Linked DNA regions of Zea mays: region 2 is linked to region 1. Evidence: chromatin contacts called from public Hi-C data. All regions are on one chromosome and are shown on one strand. The core of a region is the stretch at or near the end of the contact, and the rest is flanking DNA. Distances in the headings are between cores, read along the strand shown. Region 1 holds the start of LOC103651374 (homeobox-DDT domain protein RLT2). Region 2 has its middle 13 kb from the start of LOC118476825.

Evidence for each region. A called contact is a pair of places that touch in the nucleus more often than the background predicts.
Region 2: a contact with region 1 is called in a Hi-C map of ear, with 3 times the contacts expected there. The contact joins the enhancer-like site here to the promoter of LOC103651374 in region 1. A contact is called at or near these places in 7 of 25 Hi-C or Micro-C datasets (ear, endosperm, leaf and 2 more) and 1 of 3 datasets of contacts at active chromatin or transcription factors (leaf).

The regions. Positions count from the first base shown.
Region 1 is chr3:215,729,409-215,734,898 of Zm-B73-REFERENCE-NAM-5.0, forward strand. It overlaps LOC103651374 (homeobox-DDT domain protein RLT2), which reads right to left and starts at 3,805. Exons shown (of 18, transcript XM_008676999.4): 1 at 2,971-3,805; 2 at 2,353-2,871. The coding sequence starts at 3,190.
Region 2 is chr3:215,794,211-215,799,185 of Zm-B73-REFERENCE-NAM-5.0, forward strand. No RefSeq gene overlaps it. Among protein-coding and RNA genes, the nearest start is that of LOC118476825, 13 kb to the right of the region's middle. Within about 2 kb of position 3,426, at least 7 of the 20 cell types and tissues checked have an H3K27ac peak or open chromatin away from gene starts, as enhancers often do. A contact at or near this core is called in ear, where this site is marked.

The DNA.
Region 1 (5,490 bases), core at 2,555-5,054:
ACAGGGAAGAGAAAGTAAAAGGGCCTAACGCAGCCTCACCGTTGCCATAATATCATCCCTTTCACCTCCCAGTAAGTACCCTCCCTCGCCCTCAGTAAGAACAAACATGGATGCTGAGTTGCTGACAAACTATGGGGGTAGATCTAGTTGGGGCGAGGCTCGCCTTGCTGCCTCCCTGATCTTGTCTTCTGATGTCAACGAAAATATTATAGCACAGGCGGCGGCGCAGCAAACTATTTCTAGGGAGGTTGATGCAAAGCTACACCGATCTCCCCTGCCCAAATACTAAATGGGCCTCGCCTAAAAGCCCAGGTAGACCAGTTAGACATAAGGGCCCACCAATCATCACATCTTCAGTTGCCAGTATGAAGTAGATGTTAGTGGCAGCTGACTGTACACCAACCAGATTACAATGTCACAACTGGATGCGCAAGACGACATTTTGGGCGTGATTCTTCCTCTTGGGAGTTGGGGAGGCACTAGTGCAGCTGTCTCCAATCTAACCCCTCCCTCGTTCTGATATATATGACGCAAATGTATGAAGCTGCTGCACTGCTCCACTCTGCCCTAAAACTAATTGGGCTTCACCAGTCTCAATAGCAGCGGAATATAATTCCAGGCAGTCAGCACACATACTGTCGCTTGATGGGTCTCTTTGAGAGAGCTCCAGTTCCAAGAATTTATGAAGCCGGGTATCTCTAGCTCTACGAATTCCACGAGTTTGCAGAGCTGGAGCTGAAGTAGATTGAGAGGTTTTGAGCAAAACATTGAGGCATTTTGCTCCTACTTTAGACTAAAAACCGAGACAAACCATTTGATTCTAACCCGCAAACTCCAAATTAGGCGAAAAACCAGGAGCTTAAGCAATCCCAAATAGGCCCCAAATTTCATTCTATGACACAACTAACAAAATGCGGATAGGGAAATATAGTACAGAAGATTAACACAGCAAAAAAAAGCAAGTAATAATAGAGAAACAAGGAAACTGATGACTAAGCACTATAAGAAAGTGTACCAGGAAAGGAAACTGCTATCTAGTATCTATACAAACCATTCATACATCTCCTTTTCAACCAAAAGATCAAAGGGTTCAACCCAGGTGGGTGGTTTTTTACTTCTAAACCAAAGGGACTAAAACACCTGCTCCCTCGAATACCAAGTTCAAGTCCATCTAACATCCTTCCAAATACGCCTTGTTTGGGACTGCTCCGCTCCACGTTTTTAAGCCAAACAGGTGCAGCTCCAAGACACCTATAAGGGTGCTCGCTCTAGAAACTCTAGTCTTTTGTCAAACAGCTACAGCTCCATGTTGGGGTTTGTGGAGCAGTCCCAAACAAGCTCAATTTATCCATGACAACTCCAATGCAACCTTTGGCTTCATTCTACTATGTCTGCCCATGCTTAAATGCACCTAAACAATGCAGCAAACTTGTCAGCTACCTTAAATTTTAGCAATAGGGTCATGGTACGTCTTACCTTAATTCATGTCCCTAAGTCTACATGGACTTACATTTGGTATAGTTGTGACATATGTGGAGCATTTCCGCAAAATAAATGTTGAAATTGAGATTTTTAGGCGCTTCAGATGTGCATGAGCAAGGAAATGCCAAGCTAATGTACAACAAAGACGATTACTGAACAGGTCAGGTAATATTACAAGAACTTTAATATTCTATGTAAGTACAAGGCAACTCATGTATACAAGGGCTAAATGGGCCGTGCGCGTGGGCGTTAATAGGGATAGAATAGTTGCATATTTAGTAGAGATTATTATGGATCTCAGTTTTATTAGAAGGAATTAAAACATGGCTATGCTCAATGAGACCTTATGATATGCAAATTTTGCTTGACAGTCCCTCATATACAGAAATAATATTCAGCTGAATGCTCGTCTACAGGAAGAATACTAGTTTTATTCTTAATCCAAGGATGGCCTATTACGGATAATAGACCTGTGAGATTTTCACACTTACTCCTCATCTAAAATTTTCATCGATCAGTCATTCATATCCCTTGCCACATTATCTACTCTAGCATACTGATAGCATATACTAGTACCATATACGTGTATCATTAAATTCACCTCTCCAATCATACTGGATCAATCTACTTACTCGGATATAAAAGGCCTGACTAAAATCAATTACAAGGTTCTTTTACCATAAGCAAAGGCAACACGGAAGATTAGTGACTTTAGAAGTCATATACTTTAAAAAGGCGTTTGCAAAATCAACAATCATTCAGCCCAGGAATACTAGAAGCTTGAACATTTCCACAGACAGGCCACCATGAGCATTCACTAGCATAAACCTTTTCGTAAAACACAATGACTTCAGATTTCAATATGCATACCAATCGGTGCACCAAAGGCGCCAGGAGGAAGGGGATCAAAATTAACGCCAAGCGCTGGACCATCCTCCCTCAATGGTTCCCCGAGCTGTGACTCCACAGAATTAATCACACGGAGCTCATATTGCGTGAGCTGCATCGACGGGATAGGCGGCGCTATCATAATTGGTGGTGGCTCGTAATACCTCCTCCCAATATCCGGCATGGAAATCCTGGGGACTGCTGAGGACCGCCCACGCCCAGCACCCCTTCGCGAGTGAAGTGGGTGCAGCGGCTCATCATACGGCCCAGGAGCACCCACCACAAGGTCACTGCTTGCCAGAGGCATCACAGGTGCTGGTAACACTGGCGGTGGAGGCATCACTGGTACTAGCGCGGACTCTTCCTCCCGCCGTTGCCGCTTGGACGGTGGCTTGCGGTCCTTGAGGCGGCGGTGGCAGAACCACATTTGCAGCTGCCTGTCCGACAGCCCTATCTTCGCCGACAGCTCCAGCCGCATAGCTTCCGACGGGTACTGCTCCACTGCAGCAAACCAAAAACCCCCGGAAATGCTCAATCGATAAAGCACCCAAAAATCCAGGGTGGGGAAGAACACAAAACACTTCATCGAAATCCACGAACCCGCATAGGTCTTCTCCAGAACCTCGAGCTGGTAGGGGGTCTTCATCATCCGCTTCACCGGCTTCTCCCCCGACCCTGAGGTCCCCGTGGCCGCCCCAGGCGCAGAAGCCGGGACCGGGGACGGGACCGCCACTGTTGACGCCGGTGGCAGGGTCGCGGCCTCGGCAGTGCTCTCCAGCGCCGCCTTCCCGGCGCCGTCCTCGTCCCCGCCGGCGTCCATGGCGGCGATCGACGGCCTTGAAACCTAGATCCGAGCACCTTCTGCAAAGCAAGGCGCAGAAACTTTTCTCACCCCACCTCGTAGCGTCTGCCCGCACCAAATGCCTCGCAGTCGCTATTATACCCCGCGTCGCGGAGCGAGGGGGTGGAAAAAGGAGAATCGATGTGCGGCTGGATCCCCGTGGCGAAGAATACCCAGCACCGATGGCTTGAACTGGGAGGAGGAAAAGGAATAATGACACCACCAAAAACAATTACTTGAACACCACGAACACCGCCGCAGCGGATGGGGTGGTGGGTGAGGCGACGAAGAAGGGAAAGGATAGGGGTGTGGCGGAGATTGGCGAAGCCGCAAGCCAGGAACAGCAGCAACGGGCGTGTGGCGACTGCTCGAACTGGGATTATTACCCACGCGCTGCGGAGATGGGGATTGGGTTCGGATCGCTGCTGCCATTGTGTGCAGCCAATAAAAACCAAACCCCCTTTTTTCCTCTCCGCCCCCGTTCGTTCCCTTTTCGCCTGGGGGGTGCTGGCTGAGAGGCTCAGGCTTCGTATTTCTTTTGTTTTGTTTTGTTTTTTCTCCGTGGGAGAGTGGAGTCTGGAGTGTGTTTTGTGTTGCGCGGCAGCTGCTGTTGTGGTCGAGCAGTCGAGCTGCTGCTGCTGCGCGACGAGGAAAGGAAATTAAAAAGGAATATCTGGATCGATGGAGAGAGTTGGATGGGACGGAATAATTAGCAGCGTGGGTAGCTGCCCTGGTGCTCGGATTTCTTGGGGTTTGATCTTTGCGGAGCGGTGGTGGGCTTTTTGTGCTTTTGACTGGCTAGCTGGGTTCTGGTGGGAAATTTGCGACCTGGATTTGGTGCTTTGGGGGTGGATGGATTTGGACGTTTGGTCCGCGTGTGTGTTCATAGGATTGTTCCTCCTGCACGAGGGGATGGGTCAAGCGCGCTTGAACTTGGCCGGATCCTCTGTTGCCTTGGACTTTGCGACCTGCCTGTTCGGCTAGCAGGGAGCCGGGAGCCCGGGACCGGGACGGACTGACGGACACCACCACTCCAGCTTCTGAGCCTGTGCCTGTGGGCACGTGGCTGGTGGCGGGGCCGTCCTTCGGAGGTTTGCCAGCCGCGCTGGTGTGTATCAGACGGACAGACGGCTCTGTGTTAGCAGTGGGAGACCACTCTTCTCCAGTCTCCAGGACGGATCGCTGTCGCTGAACTGCGACTCGTAATGCTGCTGCAGCAGCCAGACCGCTGGTGGGTCAGTGCACAAACAAAAGTTCGGCCCTCGAATCGAATGCCCGACATGAACGATGAACCCGACACCGGGTCCGGGTGTATCATGCTCCATTCTCGATTATCAGTGCTGGAGTTGAAGACAAACAGGAAAAATTGTCAAACTGATTGTTAGGGTCTCCCACTCCCGAATGTCCTAAAAACATAATTAATCATTGGTTTCAAGTATGATATAGGTTGTTGTAGCAAGCTTCATCTTTAGAATGGAGTTATAATGAAGACATACGGGATGAAGATGTGATCTGGAGATGATAAGAATGAACGCCGAAGTTATTGCCAAATAGCAACAGCTTCAACTTATAATGGTGGTAAAAACTGAAGATGATGCTAGCTGAAATGGAAAAGACTGTTTAGTCCTTAATGATTCATGTCATGGTTATAAGTAAATGTCAGGGACATAAATGTGAATTTTACCTAGGCTGCGTCTCGTGTCTATAAATAGATGAACAGTAGTATTGTACTGTTCACGCTGAATTGTAATCACTCTTACGTCAGCACCTTCGAGTTGTTGGATTTATTATGGGCTTGGTCCATTTAGGGCCTGTTTGTTTACCCCAATGGATTATATAATCTGGATTATTTTTGGAGGATTATATAATCTGGATTATATAATTTGGATTATATAATCTGAGTAGTCTTGTTTGTCTACCTAGATTATCTGGCGTGTTTCTGTTGGGCGGCGGGCTTCTCCGATCCGATAGGCGCAAAAACGATTCAGTAGATTATAATGGCAATGGTGGGTAATTTCTAGGAAACTTGAAAGGGTAATGGGGAAGTGGGAAAAAAATAATCTGAAATAAGCACCTCCTCACTTGCTTATGGATTATCATAATCCAATGGGTTAGATTATATAATCTGGGCAAATAAGCTAGACTGTTTGTTTACCTCTTAAGATTATTTAATCCAGATTATATAATCTGGGGGTAAACAAACAGGCCCTTAATCAATAAACTCTATAGTGTGTAATTGTGGACAATATCAATAGTACCCTATTGGAATTTCAATGGTC
Region 2 (4,975 bases), core at 2,176-4,675, 64 kb after region 1:
GCCATGAATTTATCCAAACTGTTCTGTCATATCATATCATGACATTTCTCATGCCTGGTCATGCTAGTAATATACCATATCTGTTTGTCCTAATTTTACAATCATCTTGTTTATATTGCTATCTATTTATTTTCAGTTGTTCCATCATGATGCATGTACCATGTTTATATGCTTATTATATTTATATGATTCATACGTTTTATGTTCTCATGTTCCATATTGTTATGGATATATTTGGCATCATGATTTCTATGATTAATCATCTTTTATATGTCATCACATAATGTTAATTTATGGAATTAAAATGATATGGAAAATGCATATATTTCTAACACGAGTAAGCCGAAAGTATCAATGTAATACATATTCTATTAATACTCATGTATGTTTTACGGAACACGAACATGAATGGATCGATAAGTTACACTTGCTATTTCTATCTCTTTGTATTCTGATTTATTTATAAGATGATGAAGACATGTCCTTCGTAACCTTCGTCTTATGATCATTATGTCCATGAGGAGATAATGTTTCAGAAGACGAAGGTCCTTAATGCTAAACAATTGTGTTGTCTTGTTCTTGATTCACAGCATTTGAGAACAAGTGATCAACATTGGCGCTCACCTCCGGTGAACTCACTTCCACAATCTTCGGCAAGCGTTCTCCTTCGTCATGCCACTGAAGAAGGCAACAGGGCCAAGGGCTGCCCTGCATCCACAGGACACCAATCAAGAGACGCTCTCACTGAGAGAAGCTAGGAGCCAAAAAAGGAAGCTACCAGCCCAACACCACAGGAAGAGGAGTTGGACCAGGAAATCAGAGACCTGGAAGCTATAAATTAGCAAGTACAGAGGAAAAGGGAGAAGATGCTTCGGCTAGCCGAACTTCAGAGCAAGATCGACGAAGCCGTTGAAGAAATGCGCCACATCACGCAGGATGATCAAGGACGAGGGCCTCAACATAGAGAGCTTCGTCAAGAAAGTCCAACCAACGATGATGGATGGTATGATGATCTTTATCATGGTAACTTTGCTTTTGATGATGCTTCTTCCCTGGCAGCAGAGTTGTAGGCTACCCCATGGCCACCTTCGTACAAATCGCCACAACTTCCCATGTATGATGGACATTCTGACCCGAAGCAATTCCTCATGAGCTACGAAGCAACCATATCATCATATGGTGACAACACTGCAGTCATGGCAAAGTCCTTTGTCATGGCAGTCAGAAGTGTAGCTCAAACTTGGTATTCTTCTCTTCGCCCGAGAACAATCACATCGTGGCAGAAGCTGAATGATATGCTAGTCACCAGCTTCCAGGGCTTTCAAATGAAGTCAGTCACTGCTTAAGCTCTATTCCAATGCACACAAGACCGCGAGATCGTCATCGAAGCCATGATCAAGGGCTCCGACCAGGACCGACAACACAATATTTTGCAAGGAAGCCACCACAAACCCTGGAGAAGCTTCTCTAGAAGATGGATGAGTATATCCGAGCTGACAATGATTTTCGCCAGAGAAGGGAGGTAGCTTACAGGTATTCTAAGATGACTAGGGGCTTCGGAGTAAGACTCTACCCCAGGCATGTCAGAACAATCCACAATCCCAACACAAATGATGACAGGGCAAATCACACCAGAACAGCCAGCAAAGCTCACAATCTTCAGGAATGCAGCAAACTTCCTACAGGCCATCAGCCCCGAGAGGCAGAGGATGGAGAAGTTTTGGAGGAAGATTTGGCACTCAGCCCAGAAGATTGTTCAGCTTATTCTGTGGGGAGGATAAGGGACACACAACAAGGACGTGTCAAGTCACGATCCAAAAGCAGAAGGAGATCGCTGAGGCCGAAGCGCGACAGAATCAGTCGAAACAGGTCTTGCATACTGTTTCATGCTACTCGTCATATATCCCTTAATATGTGGGCAACCAACAACCCACGACATTGGTTGCTTCGGCGAGTCATTATCAAGCTGTCTGGGTTCAGTTACCACCACCATCACTGGTGCCTACATTGGTTCATAATCAGTAGCCAGAAGGGCATCGTCAGGCGCAAAAACAACGTGATACTCGGGAGGAGTCTGAAGCTCGCACAGTAAATAACACTGTGTCCGAGTCAAGACACATCTACTAACGTAACCCGGGGGATAGGCTAAGTTGTAACATTTTCTTTTCTCATTTTTAATAAAATCTCAGTAGGGGCTCTCCCTCCTGAATCTTAAAAAACGTAACCCGGGGATTTGACCAGAAAAGTTTCTAATTCAATGTATTTTTACCCTCTAGTTCATGTCGCTGTAGTGGCGTTGTTTTGCCCTTTGGTATGTTTGACCTATTGTTTTTTTTTGCATGGGGCCATGTTGTGGTTTCCATCAGTTTTGTTCGACGAGAGAAGACGTCACTCGTTGTATGCTGCAACTCAACGTCGAGGTGTGTAGCAGCCATTGTATGATGGCATCACTGTTTTTTCCTTCACTCTAACAAAGTTCAGGAGATATTAACTATGTCAGAGATTTGAGCAGAACATGGGTGTTTCTGCGGAAAAAAATTTGGTGCAGCACTGCTGCAAACCAGAGTGTTTACAACTCCTCACAAAAAAAATGGATAGACCCCACCTGCAGGTCCATCAGATAACGTTTTAGTTGTATTATTGCTGCTGCGGGTGGGGTCTATACTCTTTTTTGTGAGGGGCTGCAAACACTCTAGTTTGCAGCAGTGCTGTAGCAATTTTTTTTCCGTTTCTGCCGATGTGGAAGGGGAGGGATCTGCAGTCCGAAGGGTAGTAAGCTACAGTTTTTTGCTGTTCGCTGCCATTTTACATGCTCCTTCAATCAAAACAGGATCAAAACTGACACAAGATGGGAGTTATATTTTTTTAAAAGGTTTGCGGCGAGACAAACATGGAGAATTTCGGTGCTGCAGTTTCTCGTTTGCGCTTCCAGCTGTTTTAACGCACATTTGGGTAACAGCGGGAACAGTAACCAGTGGTGCCTAAATGTATAAAGCGTACGCCGCGCCTACGGTTAGACTATGACCGTCGGCAACAGCAAGTTCATAACTATATATGGCGTATGGCTTTATTTTTCTTCTATGGGGATAATTGGACATGCCAAGAATCAAGAGATCCCTTGCTATTGCGACCAAAAGCCGATGCCCCCGTTGATCTGTAAATGCTTTGACGATCACATGCAGACGAATCGTCCTTTCAAAAAAAAGGTAGAAGAATCGTGGTGTTAGCTGGTACTCCCTCCGTTCCAAGTTCTAAATTACAAGATAGATGCAACACTGACATCGCAACCTGGACATCTCTGTATTTGCTGGTCATTTTCTGCAACTCTTGTTTTTTTGTTTTCTGAAAAAGGCAGGATAGAAGGAAGCTTTGCTATAAAAAGGAACCACGGAAGCTGAGGAAGGGCTCAATATTTATGGGCCGATCTTCTGTTGATCAGAAGCCCAAGCCCAAGCCATGTGGCTATCTGAACAGTTAACTTATCCTTTTAGCAAATGAATAGAGATTTCATTAGCTAGGTTACAATAGGCGACCACCGCCTAAGCTGTTTTTGTTTTTTTATCTTCTTAGAGCAACTCCAGTAGTTCTCTAAAAGACTTGCTAAATCAATAATTTAGGTAGTTAACATGAAAACTATTCTCCAACAGTTCTCTAAATGAACTTTCTAAATTTAACAACTTGTAATCTAACCTCATTTTCTCTCTACATTTGGCAACCATTTAACAACTCCCTAAACAAAAATGTTGACTGCATTACATAGTTTTTGTGACTTATTTTTTTATGTGGATAAATGCAAAATAAAATTACAACCTATATTTAGAGAACTATTGGAGAACTCACATTTTTTTACTCTAAAAGCCATTTAGCAACTTCTTAAATCTGTGATTTAGAGAGCTACAATTTACATAACTATTGGAGTTGCTCTTAGGTTGTTTTCAACTATTCCCCTTCCAACCCTTTCATACTTTCTACTCATATTTAAATATCTCTCCCTGTTTCACCTCCTCTCTACCCCCTTCTTACTTTCTATTCATATTAAACTCGAAAATGATTAATTTCGCAATTATTATTATTGATTATTGAAAGGGGAGATTAGAGCCCCTCTCCAAGGGGAAATCTCCTCTAATCTTCTCTCACCGGCATGAGGAGGGAGAGGGGGAACTGTTGGACGAACAAAGGGAGCTACCCTACACGCCGGAGAGGGGCGGGAGAAGAGAGGGTGGAACGTTGGAGAGAACATTACGTGGTCTCGTGTCTGGAATTTAGAGCATTGGGCCATTGGCAGTCGTCTCTAGCGTATGCGTGTTAAATAACCAGCTGAAACATAGGGCGTCTTTGGTTCTCTGTACGAGCTTGTTTTGATAGTGAATTGAAGACGATGAAATTTCTTGATAGCCAAAATTAAATAGAAATGAATTCAATTCAGCAATCCTCGTGCAATCGAACAAGGCCTACGAGAGCCAACCAGGCTTGTCTATGCAAACAACAAATGATTGGTTGGGGGTGCGTGCGTGTTCTAGTCATATTGATCCTGTGTGAAAGAGTCATGCGACTGTCTCCCCGATCCCCATATGATATTTCCCTCCGTTGCTATGGCCTATGGAGCCTGACCGGATGGTGCCAGCAAGCGCGCAACATCGGTTTGAGAGGCTGGCACTACTCTAAAGTCGGTGCATCATGGGAACCAAATAACAACCCTACTAGATCAATCTCATACTATACGATGGATCAAACAGAACCAATGCGTCCAGCATGGTTGTTAAGCTGTCTTCATTAGATCATGCATGATTGTGTCAAACTATATATTGCACTATTCACAAAGTAAAGTTCAAAATAGAATATAAATGAAAGTTAAGATGCGTAAGCTGCTAGAGACAGCCATAGAGGATTGGCTTGCTGGCACAATTGCTCAATCCTGTCTGCCCTCCGAGGGGAACCAGATGCGCCCATAACTGATGCAAAAAGAGCATATCAG